Linked DNA regions of Mus musculus: region 2 is linked to region 1. A link is a contact called in public HiChIP or PLAC-seq data. All regions are on one chromosome and are shown on one strand. The core of a region is the stretch at or near the end of the contact, and the rest is flanking DNA. Distances in the headings are between cores, read along the strand shown. Region 1 overlaps Gm34805 (a long non-coding RNA gene). Region 2 has its middle 6.6 kb from the start of Gm826.

What was found. HiChIP or PLAC-seq counts read pairs in DNA pulled down with a chosen protein or histone mark.
Region 2: an H3K4me3 HiChIP or PLAC-seq map of bone marrow-derived macrophages shows a contact between it and region 1, with 3 times the contacts expected there. The contact joins two enhancer-like sites. A contact is called at or near these places in 1 of 39 promoter capture datasets (liver), 2 of 484 Hi-C or Micro-C datasets (bone marrow-derived macrophages and liver), 2 of 115 datasets of contacts at active chromatin or transcription factors (bone marrow-derived macrophages and microglia) and 2 of 9 other capture datasets (adipose tissue and pancreatic islet).

The regions. Positions count from the first base shown.
Region 1 is chr2:160,224,085-160,230,532 of GRCm38.p6, reverse strand. Gm34805 (a long non-coding RNA gene) reads left to right here. Exons shown (of 3, transcript XR_375182.4): 2 at 6,123-6,214. Among named protein-coding and RNA genes, the nearest start is that of Gm34805, 23 kb to the left of the region's middle. Within about 2 kb of position 4,847, at least 60 of the 459 cell types and tissues checked have an H3K27ac peak or open chromatin away from gene starts, as enhancers often do. A contact at or near this core is called in bone marrow-derived macrophages and microglia, where this site is marked.
Region 2 is chr2:160,330,550-160,337,667 of GRCm38.p6, reverse strand. It overlaps Gm46773 and a transcript of Gm826 not described here. Among named protein-coding and RNA genes, the nearest start is that of Gm826, 6.6 kb to the right of the region's middle. Within about 2 kb of position 2,412, at least 34 of the 459 cell types and tissues checked have an H3K27ac peak or open chromatin away from gene starts, as enhancers often do. A contact at or near this core is called in bone marrow-derived macrophages and microglia, where this site is marked.

The sequences.
Region 1 (6,448 bases), core at 3,598-6,097:
ATTAAACAAGAGCTCTGTTATGGAGCTATGTTATTCAGCCCAACAAGGGTTGCTTTTTGAGAGGATACGTCATAGGCTCTATGGCTGAGGTAAGGTTTCTTAGGAGTAGCTCATCCAGGAGTTAGCTAAAGGAAAGTTCAAAGAACCCCTGGTTCTGGAATCTGCTTGTGCAAAGGTCCTGTGGTGAGAGGGATATTTGTGGGATAGTATGACGTATATACACAGTATGACGTAGATACAGACTTAGGGGTACTAGTAAGAAAGGTGCCTGCTGAAGAATCTGGCTACGATGTCCTCAAGCCTGATTGGTCCAGAATCTGTGTTGATGCAGATCTAGCAAAGATCTTGTTAAAATGTCAGATGTCTCTGAGGTGAAATTGTGGCAAGGGAGAATGAGGGTGGCCGAGGTGGCTAACGTTGACTATCACTCGAGGAAGAGGTCTTGGAGCTCCAGGACAGGAATGGTGGCCGAGCCAGTGCAGAAAACCACTTTAAGGAAGTCTTTTGAACTGTTTGTGTGTGTTTACGATGAACTTAAGGATGGTCCCGGAAGGCAGAGACAAAGCAGACAAGGCAGGGCCGAGGTCTAGAACCCACTGAACACAGAACCACAAGCTTCATGACTTTGAGTCAGACCTCAACCCCTCTGACCTTCATTTCTGCCTCTGTAAAGAGGATGTGCAATGCCTATTTCATGGCTTGCCCAGAAGCAGTAAGTGTAAGCTACCTTGTGGCTGTTGGTTAAATCTATTCCAATGGCTGCTTTCAATAGCCACAGAGCAGATGCTGAGAGGAACACCTGGCTGGAGATGAAGACTAGAGGTGAATTTATTTTCCTGGTTCTTTTTCCTGCGCACACAGTACATATTAGTAAGGTTAATGTCGGGGCATTTCAGAGAATTATCTCTCCCCTTGAAGCTTCAGATATGTTGGAGGGACATGCTCACACACAGGTGATTAAGGTAAACAGAGCCCCCTCGCTCATCAGAGCTGCCCTGGGGACTAGTTGTTGGCTGCACATCAGTGTTTATTTGAGTTATGGTATGAATTCTGAGCAATAGGCATTGGAGTTGCAGATAGCTGTGAGTTGCCCTGTGGGTGCTGGGAATTGAATCCTGGTCCTCTGGAAGAACAGCCAGTGCTCTTAACTTCTGAGTCATCTCTCCAGCCCCGAGTAGGATGTTCTTGATGGTCATTTCTGTGTCAATCCACTCTAAGAGTCAATAAAACATTCAAAGATGTATGACTTCAGGTCTGTCAACTCATAACATAGGGGTAAGGAAGATGCTGGCAGCGACATGAACACAGAACGCAAAACATTACGTCCAGTGCTCATCACTGGATAGGAACTTAGTTAATATATTTTGTAAATTAATCTTCACAGTAATTGGACTGGTTCCATACCACCCCCAGTTCAATACCAACCCTGGCCTGACAGAAGAAGAAGCTGAGGCTTGGGAAGGTAAAAGGCCTCTATCTAGGGGCTGTCACCTTTCTTGAAGTCACAGATGTATGGCTGCAATCTTTGTCATGGCCAAGAGATCTTTGGATGAATTGACCTCGAAACTGGTTCCCAGACTCGCTGGAATGGAAGCTGCCTTCATGGGAGGGCAGCGTGATGAGCTGAACAGAAGTGAATCACAACCACGAGGCTGGTGGTTGTCTCCATCCACACGGGGGTTTGGCTGTTTCTAAGTTCCTTTGGCAAGCAGGATTCTGGCTCTGCCAAAACCTGGGGCTCTGGCACAATAGTGCTGGTCCTCAGGTCGGGCCAGGCCTCCTAATCTCCCTCTCCCCCTGTCCAAATCAGAGTCCCAGCCCTGTGTGACCCCTCCTGCTGGTTCTTTCTGCCCCCACAGAAAGGACAGCACTGGTGTAAAGTGTCTCTGTGACAGTCACAAATGAAAGCAAGATGGCCCAGGGCCTGGTTTCCTGGAGCTCTGTCAGAGCATCATCAGCCCCCTGGGTGCCAAGAAAGCCAAGCCTAGGGAGCAGTGACAACAGGGTCCATCCTTGGGCATGCTGTTGGGTAGAAGCCTCGACTGGAGAGGAGCCAGCAGGGAGGTTGCCAGCCTCATTTCTTTAAGTTTCCAGAAGTTGGTCTCAGAGAGAAAAAGCAGGTTTCAGACTGAAGGAGGTTGGAATAGACCTGGAAAATTAGATCTGTTTTCCTTGCAAATGTCTCTAACGTTTATTGCTTGGATAGGGAACCAGGGCCACTTTCAGAGAAGCTGGGCTGCTGGTGTGTTTTGTTCAGGGTTTGTGGTTCTCTACAGGGCATATGGAATGAAGCCTGTTTGGAGCATCCCCGCAGGCGCCAGAACTCAGGAAGATGACTGGGACTTTACTGCCTAGAGTCCAGCAGGAGCAGGAGATGGAGAAGGAGCAGGAGATGGAGAAGGAGCAGGAGATGGAGAAGGAGCAGGAGATGGAGAAGGAGCAGGAGATGGAGAAGGAGCAGGAGATAGAGAAGGAGCAGGAGATGGAGAAGGAGCAGGAGATGGAGAATAAGGCCACACATTAAACATGAGTACTGGACATGCACACAAGTTTCCCCTTCCTATCCCTTGGATCTTCAGCATCTTCTCATGGCCCTACATCTTGAAGGCAGCTAGGAGGGGACTCTATTTCCATACTCTTAGAGCTTCGGCATATAGGAGACCTCAATGCCTGCCTACACAATAACGCAACAAGGCCACATCTACTCCAATAAGGCCACACCTCCTAATAGTGCCACTCCTTGTGGCCAAGCATTAAAACATATGAATCTACAGGGCTCAAACCTATTCAAACTACCACTCTCCACTCTCTGGCCCCGTAGGCGTATAGTGACAATAATGCAAAATGCATTTAGTCCAACTTCAAAGGTCCCCATAGTTTATCACAGTCTCAACAATGTTTAAAAGTGCAAAGTTCAAAGTTCCTCTTGAGATTCATGCAGTCTCTTAACTGCAATCCCCTATAAAATCAAAATCAAGAAGCAGATCACATATTTCCAATATCACAGGATCTATACTGCCATTCCAAAATGTCATAGTGAGGAAATCCTGGATCAAAGCAAGACCGAAACCCAGCTGGGCGACCTTCAAACTCTGCATCTACATGTCTGATGTCCAACTTCTTTCAGTTTTGTTGACTACATCACAACTCTTTCTCCTGGGCTGGCTCCACTCCCTGTCAGCAGCTTTCCTCAGCAGGTATTCCCAGGGCTCTGGCATCTCTTAACACAGCGAATTAATTACACTTTCTGATTGCAGGAGATTTGTTTCTGTCCTGCAATCTAGCTGGGGCCGAAAAGATGGGAGTTAGGCAAGATGAAGAGTAGTGTGCAGGGCCAATAACAAGGGATGCTCCACAGAGATCCAGAAGAATATGCAAAGGCCTCAGGGCTAAAGCGGTCCTGATGCTCAGGAACTCAGGGGGTACAGGAAGCCACTGGCATATTTTAAGCACAGGAAGAAACATGGCCAATATTTGAATTTGAACAACATGGTCACCAGCTCCAGGTAAGAAGAGTTTTCTTTTGACAAACACCCAGAAGCAGGCACAGCAAGAAAAGAATGGTGTCCCACTCTTGGAAAGTCGACTTCCTTCATCAGGCCTCAGTTTCCCCATATGGACAATTTCTGATTGAGAGATGTTTCCCTTAACCTTGGGTGTTCCTTTGGCTCCATGTCACTCTCTATTAGCTGGTCAGTTGGATCCAGTGAGATGGAATTCTGTGTAGTTTAACCTTTCTCTTGGGCATTGTTTTGACCAACTAGAAAGTGAGTTCTGATGACTCATGGACCCCCAACCTGCAAGTACCTAAAGAGTACTTCACTGTAGATGATCCAGTCTGTGGGGATGGCTGTGCAGAGTGTGGCTCACACCCAAACCAAGGGCTGTAGATTTTTTTTTCTTGGCCTCAGCCTTCAGTATTGCTTACAAATACTGGAAAAAGAAGAGAGACCACTTTGAAGTCTACTACTCGGCATCTATTACAATTACAGCAATTTATAAGTTTTGAAACTTGAGCAGTCATCACAGGGAATAAGTGGAGCCGTGAAGAAACAAAATGGGAAATGTCCCTCTAATTCTTTCGGATGGCTGCAAGAAGAAGCCATGGAACAATCCACACAGAATGAAATCTAATGTGGGACCCTCACCTTGTCTGTCTTATGAGCATTTTTACAGAGAAATGCGCACAGTCATCGTGGCGGCCTCCAGAGAGGGTGATTATCGTTGAGGGGGAGTTTCTGCCTGCTCAGTAATATTTTAAGAGAAAACATGGATTTATATACTTCATAATAAGTGAAAGTGAATTAAAAAAATAAAATAATCGCAAATAAATAAATAATAAAATAGAAAGTAAATACAAAATTAAAAATTAAAAAATAATACTAAGGGAAATACTGTAAGATTCACTGCTGTATAAGGCTCATGCAAGGGGCTTGGTGTCATCTTTCTATTGTGAGTTTCTAGGCTCTTTGCTTTATTTTGTTTTCCTTCATGTTTGAGACAGGATCTCTCTCTGTCGCCCAGGCTATCCTGGAACCCATTGAGTTCCTCCTGCCTCCCAAGTGCCAAGATCAAAGGCATGTGGCAACACAGCTGGCTACATTTTAAATAATGAGAATATAGTTATATATTCATGGTGAGATTTTAAAACGGTGTGTGTATGTAGCAGGGGATGGAGGGGGTGTTAATCTTCCAATTTTTAGCTTTTCTCCAAGGGAGCTGAGAGGCTCATAACCCTCCAGGAGCCCATGTGACTACAGGGAGCTTGAGTCAAGTCAGTGACCCAGGGAAGAGGAGCCAGCTATGGCTCTATCACGTGATGTCAGAGCACAGCACCCTGGTTTATTTTGCAACCCAGGCAGGTCCTTTAACCACAGCCTGCTGGCCCGCCCCGCAGGCTGGGGGAGTCAGTGCCAAGTGCCTTTCCTTGAATGACTCAAGCTCCTTCCCGCAATCACTGGGGGAGGATGTGGAGAAGTTGGTCTCCCAGGCAGAGGTGCAGTTCCTGCCCGGGGCCCTGCCAGGCTCAGTGCCCTGGAGGCTGCAGGGCACCAAAGGACTTCAGAGACATTCTCAGATGGAGGCTACTGCTCTGTGTGGAGATAATGCAGCCTTGAGCAGACCACTGAAGTCAGCACCTATGTGGTGGGGGGAGCTGAAGAAGAGGCAGGAAACCCTAACAGGAATGTTCTGCCAAACATGCGGTGCCTGTGTTGCCTGGGACTGAGCTCACATGCCACAGTGGCCCATGAGGCATGGCTTGCCGACCCCATCTCATGGATGCTTGAAACTGAGCATCAGCCAGTTAAGTGACTTGTCCAAGTTCTCAGGCCCAGACTAGTAGGTGGCAGAGGAGACATTTTAAACCAGGTGTGGTTGAAGGCAAAGCCAGGCAATTTACATCATGAGCTCATTGCTCCCACTGATCAGAAAGTCTGTGCTCCTTGGAGGCCACTTCTTATGAACCTTCTCCGGTTTGCAGGTGGGAGGAGAAGGCACAGCAACACAAGAGGTCCTGTAGGTTGGTACCCAGAACAACAGAGAGGATCTTTCTGTGGCGTACCAGACTGTGACCTTTACAGTCTAACACTCTTTAGTCCTCACACCCACTAATGACTTGATTAGCCATTTTACAGATGGGCAAACCCAGGACGTGGAAACTGATCACAGCCAGCAAGAAGAATCTGTTTCTAACTTCTGCCCATCCACACACCCATATATGGAAGACCTTGCTCTTTATCCTGCCTCCCCTCCCCATTTTTTGAGATGCTGGGGATCAAAAACAGGGCCCCACATATGCTAGGCAAGCACTGTACCCCTGAGACTTGTCACCAATCCCTCCCTTTCTCCCAAAGGCTGACTCTTGCTCAGCAGACAAGCTCTTATTCTAGCCTCAAAGCCCATGGAACATCACCTCCTCAGATTCCTCACCTCTGTGGGAGAAACTTCTCACCAAAGCCTCCAGGGTTCCCTGACCACATGTAATGCTATTGAAAGGCTCCCCGCCTGGTCACCCTCAGACACTAGAAGCAGTAGCCACATAACAGCTTCACTGGCCTACAGATTCAGATTTCAGTCCAAACTGTTGGGTGACGTTGAGACAATCACTTTTCCTCTTGTAGCTCCATCTGTGACATGGAAACTCTGATGTCCCTTTCTCAGCTTTGCTCCGTCTTGTGAAATGTTTATATAACGTCTCAGCACAGGACCCAAGGTACGTCAATATCATCAGTCCTTTCTCCAGTCTAGGCATGGATTGTGTAGGTGACTGGCTGGATAAAAGATGGTTGTGCCACTCCAACAGTGTAGATCTGAGGATGGACACCTCTCATCCGTCAGTGGAGGTGACTACCCTGACATCACACGTGTAAAAAGACAGGGTGAGCCGAAACTGAAATGAACATGTTTGGTACTGGGAAGAGACTTAAACTTTAAAAAAAAAAAGGTT
Region 2 (7,118 bases), core at 1,163-3,662, 110 kb before region 1:
AGCTATAAACAAGGCAGGACAGATGCAGGTAGAGTCCATGGTAGTGCCGTGTTCTGGGCTCTGATAGACGTAGGCAATGTGGACGACCTCTTTGTCTTCCCTGGACCTCATATATTCTCCCACTTCCAACTGCCTAAGTCTACACTGTCAGTGTTGATGACAGGCTAAGGATTGATAGTCACCAGGAATGGCCCCCAGCTAGTGAGTGACAGCCTAGTGGATTTATACCCAGGGGACTCAGATGCATGCTCTGCCTCAAATCACAGCAAAGCAGACTTCTGGCTGCCCATAGTGGGAAATTTGCTGGTACACTGAACTTGGCCCTTCTCTGTACAGTCTGCCAGGGGGACTGGGGAGGGACTCAGAGATGGACGGCAAACTGCTCTGTGTGTGTGTGTGTGTGTGTGTGTGTGTGTGTGTGTGTGTGTGTGTCTGTCTGTCTGTCTGTCTGTCTGTCTGTCTGTCTGTCTTAAGGCTTCTATTACTGTGATAAAACACCATGATCAAAAGCAACTTGGGGAGGAAGGGGCTTATTTTAGCTTATGGTTCGGCATCACAGTCCATCACTGAAGGAGTCAGGGCAGGATCTCAAACAGAGCAGGGACCTAAAGCTGATGCAGAGGCTATGGGGGGAGTGCTGCCTACTGGCTTGTTCCTCCTGGTGCATTCAGTTTGTTTTCTTATATATCCCAGGACCACCTGCCCAGGGGTAGCACTGCCCAAAATGGGCTGGTCCTCCCACATCAAAGTTCAATCAAGAAAATGCTCTACGACTCACTGTTAATCCTATAGAGGCAGAGTTTCTTAATTCAGATTTCTTCTTCCCAAATGACCCTACCTTGTGTCAAGTCAAAAGTGAAACTAACCATACAAGGTCTGTGAGTCAGAGATGGGGGCAAAATCGACCCTCAAAAGAATCTAAAGTAAGTCCTCAGAGTGCGTGGGAGTCAGCCGGTGGAAGGGGAGACAGGGATGGAGAGCAGAGAGACAGATGCTCAGGGGAAGTTAGTCCGGAGGAACGTGAAGACTCAGTGCATCCAAGTGTGGTGGAGTGGGGTGAAATTGTGAAGCTGAGGCTGACCATAGGAGCTACAGAGGACAATCTGTGCTTCACCTTAGCACCTTGGGCAGACACGGAAGACTCGAGGCTAGGGAAGTTTGTGAAAGATTTAGAAGCCAAGACGGCGTTTGCTGGGTTCAGCTGAGCATGCTCTAGAAGCTCCTTCTGGGCAGGAAGGAAGAGAGTGTGTTGGGCCAGTTCTCCTTCAAGGAACTTCTTCTTGCTACTGGTCTTCCCTCTTAGGAACCCATAAAGTCGGGCACTGTGGGTAATTATAGGCTTAAAGAGGCCCAGGGCTGGGAGTCTGAAGATATGTGGGGAGTGTGCTGTGGACAGGAGCCAGAGTGCTGGCCTAGCTGCAAGTGAGGGAATGGGACACCCAGACACCCAAGGTCCCCATAACGTGTCCCAGAGCAGGTCCATTTACAGGCATCTAAGGATGGAGCTCAATGTTGCCACAAGCCAGTCACCAATACTCTGGTCCTAGTTTTTTTTTCTCAGGGTTTGTTTCTGTGGTTGCTGAGGTAGGTTCTTGGTACAGTGGATGCTTTCTTTTGGAGTTCTTGGTCTCAGTGGGTTCTGCATGGTGAAGAAAGCTATGTTCTTCCAAGGCAGAAGTGCTTCCCAGGCATTTTGAATAGGCTGCCTGGGGTTTCCTTCTTGTCATGTCCTCTACCTTCTTCACTTAAACCCATTTGAGAAAGACAATCCATGTGGCTTGAAAACTTCATGAACAACGGAGACTAGAGCTGGAAAGATTTGTATTTGAATTCTCCTCTTCCCACCCTCTGTATCTCTCCTGGAAAAAGTTCCTTTTGCTCAGGAAGCCTCAGTTTTCTCATCTCTGCAATGGGATGACAACACCCATTGCAGGTTAGTTGGGAGCACCAGACTTAATGGATAGGTGTTAATACGTAACAGCCATGAAGTCAGTATTTTGACTATGCCATTCCTCCTTACCCTTGTTTTAAAGATGTACAAAGACATACAAAGCCTTCCCAGGGCTACTTCCCACACTCCGTTTATGGGATAGATGATCTTAAAGAAGATGGAAACAAGACCCAGACAGACGGAGGGTCTTGTGAAAGCCGCTCTGGCTAATTAAGCTCTGTTTGTAGTTCTTTGGCAAAGCACAATCATTTGTTAGCTCTAATTAAAAGAAACTATAAAAACAACATAGAACCCAACTGAATGTTTGGAAGACAGAGGGTGGGGGATCAACCCTGTCTCATGAGGTTGGCAGCCTAGCAGTGCAGCAAGGACCCAGCTCATCCATGCTGGTCTGGACCACAGTGCCACAGTGCCACAGTGCCCTGTTCCCCATTCCAGATGAACCATTATCCCGTTAATGGTTTCCTGTGATGTCATCAAACTGCCACTGAGTTTTGCTTTCATTTTCCCCCAGCTTAAGGTTCTGGTAGACACCTCTTTATGAACACAGAATATGTCTCCTTTTTTGTTTCATTTGCTTCAGATAAATTCACAGAAGCAGAGTTGGTGGGTCTTGGGGAAAGGAACACTTTTTGTGGTCCATGATACATATTTTCCAATTTACCTTCCATAAAGGCTCTTGTTTACTTTGCTTCTAGCAAAGCTTATCTGTCTAGAAATTTCCACACCACCTTACGAGCCTTGAGTATTACTGTTTGTTGTTTAGCTTGCTACGTAGGTTGTGATTTCTTTTTAATTTAACTCACTTTCCTTTTTGTTAGTTCAAATGTACACATATATCTGTGCATATGTATCTGTGTCACATGTGTTCCAGTGAGTTCACACTCCGATTGGAATAGTATCGGGTATTTTCTGGGTGGTATTGGTAAGGCAAGTCTTTTGTTACAATGTGCAAAAAGTACCATGGCTATGTGTCTGCAAAAGGCATGTGCACTGTCTGCCCTGCCAGACAGTAATAATTGTCGTCCTAAAGCAGGGCTGCCTCCAAAGCTGAAGTAAACAAATGATTTTACAGCACACAATGGGAGTCCAGACTGACCCTGGTGAATGAAGTTGCTAATACGGCTTCCTGGGATGGATGTCAGCCAAGGGCTTCCCCGGGCGGGCAGGCAACTTAACAGTAGGTCCTGGTGACAGCTGTAAATATGGGACAGATAAGCCAAAGGATGAGGCAGGGGCTGGGCCATGGTGTGTGGGTGTCTGCATTGGGATGTGGGTGTGGAGTGAAGCCTAGAGCAGCCACACACCTCAGGGAAGGGGGCTTGGCATGGCTCAGGCAAGAACACTGAGGGCATCTGAGGTGGGGATGTGTGTTGAGAATTTTTCAAACCCCAGCAGAGACCCAGAACACCTCTGGTGGATCTGACACAGTGTCCAAGTGTTGGGAACAGGCAGACCCAGGTTCCCAACTTGGCTTTGGCTGCTGAGATTAGTGGAAGCTGTCCTTGTGGGCTAAAGGTTAGCTGGGAGCCTGGGCATGTTCTGTTCTCTTTTGCTTTGACCTCACTGGCCTCTCCAGGCCGGAATCCTTGTGCCTTTAGTCTGCCCTGTGCGACTCCCTGCTTGTGCTCAGAAGGCCCCTTCGAAGGCCTTTCTGCCTCTTTCCTCTCAGGCTGACCTTGAGGTGAGCTTCTTGAAGGCTGCTCTGATTCCTGGTAACACAGCTCCTGGAACACGCGTGTATCTGTATTCTGGATAAGCAACAAGGAAAATCTGCTGGTGGCCTCTCTTCTTGTGACATTGAAGGTATCAAGGTATCTGTTATTAGAGAATACACCCCTTGCTTGGACTTAAAAAGGGGGCGCCACAGTACTTTCTCATGCTTGAAGTACTATGCTAACCTCTCCTCCTCCTCCTGGAAGCCTTTCTTGACCTCTCCAGCTGGCAAAGGATTGCTTCCTTTGCCTTCCTCCGTGCCACCTTTCTTACAGATCTTACAGCCCTCGCTTGGTTGGTGCTTGGTCTGTTCTCAGGGTAACTCCCTTCCCAGCTACCCAACTCTATGGCCACGTCCGCGTCTTTTTTACCGCACCCTCTTGTGGGATAACCTTACCCCTCGTGCTGGCCTCGGCACTTTGAGGACTCTCAAGGAACATTTGCTGAGCGAGTGAGTGATGAAATCTTGCCTCTGACATCCACAGAGGGCTCCCGATACGGGTTCTCTTGCTTGGCCCAACTTTCCCGTCAAGGCCTGATAGGCATCATACACATTTGAATAATGACACTGGCTGGTGCTCATGGTAAGCCTTGGGGTACCAGCCCTGGTGGACAGTGCTTTACAAGCAGTGCTGAGTGCTATCTTTCCAGCAACACAAGGAAATTGGTATCCCCATCACCCTCATCACACCAGGACAAGTTTGAGGTTTGCTGAGGACAAGCGACTTGCCAAGGTTAAATCGTGAGGAAGGAACAGAGCTGGAATCTGACCCCAGTTCTGTGTACTGCCAATGTTCCTGCCTGGCCACACTGCCCCTCCTCAGGGTATCACATCTCCTGTTTTGCCCTTTGGACCTTGAGTTCTAAGGAGAAGGAACAGTGTCTTATGTGTCCTGGCATCTCCAGGGCCCAGCACAGGGCTGGGTGCAGGTAGGCGGCTATAAATGTTGATGAAAGAGATGGCTGGATGGACAGACTGCTGGTGTCTGCCCCAGCTCTGTTGCAAGTGGGGAGTTCCTGCAGTTCTACAGCACACTGGGGTGGGGGATGGGGGAGGGGTGGGGTTTAACTTGGGGCTGATCTTGTACCCGGGTTGTTCTGGTCATAAAACGCAAGGTGTGTCACCGTGGGGACACAGTGAGCAATGTGCCTGCCTGCCAGTGTATCAGATATGTCTTGCCAAACACAGGCAAAATGAAATGTCCTGGGAAGGCAAACAGCCTCCTCCCTCCTGTGCCAGAGAGCAGGATCATTGTGTTGTACCTACACGCAAGTTCCTCCAGTGTCCCCGCTGATGGCCATGAGAGATAACACGGGCCGTGTGTGTCTCTCTGAGTGACGAGCAGCTGTCCTGGATATGTAGGTGCTGTAGGGTCCCTAACGTGTAGCTGGGTCAGGTTATAATCTATCCAGGGAACAGGCTCTTAGGAGGGGTGAGATCTCCCAGCTCAGGGCTGCAGTGCTTGTGCCCCTAACATCAAGGACTGTGATCTGGGATTGGTCCTTCTGCTCCAAGCTCACTGTGTGTGTAGACCACCTGACTGTACTGGGGTGTAGTTATTGATGTATAACCAAGGCCCAAACGCAAATGGTGGGGGCACTTATTTTCACACATCTACCATCCGGTTTCCCAGCATGCCATTTGGTTTTGCTTACAGCGCCACCTCCAATGGGTTCAGAGATTCAATTGCAGACAGGAGCAGTGTTCACTTGAATTGGCCTTTGCTCTGTCTTTCCCTTTTACAGGGAGCAGTTCATTCAGGCTATTGATATCCCCATGCCATGGTTAGTGGCATGGAGTTAGTGTTAGCATTTGGCTTGATACCGACTTCTGCTAATCACCGTGCCCAGGGCAGGTCACTTCACCTGGCTGAACTTCTGCTTCTTCACCTACAGAGTGTTCTGGTGGCACACAGGTCAGTGGAGAGGGGCATGCATGTGGTGTTGCTCAGGACCAGCCCACTAATGGATTCCCTCAGGGAGGGCGAAGATGCCACTAGATCAGCCATCTGTTCTGTCCCCTGATACTTTGATATCCTAGCTGTCCCTGCATCCCTTTGATCTCCCTTCTTTGGCCTCCTCAGGACCAGGAGCCCTTTCCAATGTATCAGCTCACTTTTTCCTTGGTCCTCCCTGTTAGATGCTCAGGAACTTGTTTGGTGCAAGCTTTCTGTGCCACTTGCTCAACTCTGCACCGATCTGGGGCACAGCACCCCTGTGGACGTTTACCTCCCTTTCTGGGCCTTCACTGGGCCTATGGTTTCTTTCTTCCTGTATCTTTCCTTCCCTGCAAGAGTGTGTGTTGCATGTATCCCTGTAGTGGTAGTGTGTATATGTGTTGATGTATGTGGTATATATGTGTGGTATGTTTGGGGTATGTGTGGTATGTGGGTATAGAATGGTGGTGTATATGATCTGTACATGATATATAAGGTGTGTTGTATATATGTATGGCATGTATGATATATGTATATATATATATATATATTATGTGTAATATATATGTCTATAATGGTGGTATGTTCTGTATATACAACAAGTCTGGTATGTCTGGAATATATAGTGTATGTGGTATGTATGTTGTATGTAGTATATATGGTGAATGCATCTATACTGGTGGTGTGTGGTATTTGGTGTATATGCTGTGTCTATGTTTGTGTAGTGATATGTAACATACATGTGGTATGTATATGGTATGTATAGTATATATGTTATATGTATACAACATGTGTGGTATTTGTGTTGTATGTAGTGTATGTGGTATGTGCTTGTAGTGGTGGTGTTTATGATATGTGGTAAGTATATGGTATGCATCTGATATGTATGGTATATGTAGTGTATTAGCATGGATGTTTGGCATGTATGGGGCATGTGGCATTTATAAGGCATGTGTGACATGTATGTTGTTTGTTTATGGTTCATAGTATGAATGTAGTATGTATCTCATGGTGTATGGTATGTGTAGTATATGGTATGTGTTTTTGGCATGTGTGTTGTATGCAGTATGTATGGTATATAGTATGTATATAGTGTCTGGTATGTGCAGTATCTGTGATATATATGTTTAACATGTATGCTGTATTTGTGGTGTATGTGTGCTGATTCTACAAAGAAAAGTATGAATGAGTGTGGGCAATGCATCTGCTATATGCACTCACATAGCAGTGGGGGTGCCAGGTATCTGAGGCTGACATCTGAACATGTGTGTGTAGACAGGGCTCTCTGGCTGTGTGTGGAGTGAGTGTAAGGAGTGGAAAGGAGCATGAAGTGACTCTGGTAATGCCATATGCAAATGTCTATGTGTGTGTGTGTGTGTGTGTGTGTGAGAGAGAGAGAGAGAGAGAGACAGAGACAGAGAGAAAGAGACAGAGAGACAGAGAGAGACACACACAGAGAGAGAGACAAAGAGACAGAGAGAGAAAGTGTGTGTGTTGTCTCTGGTGTGAGACTG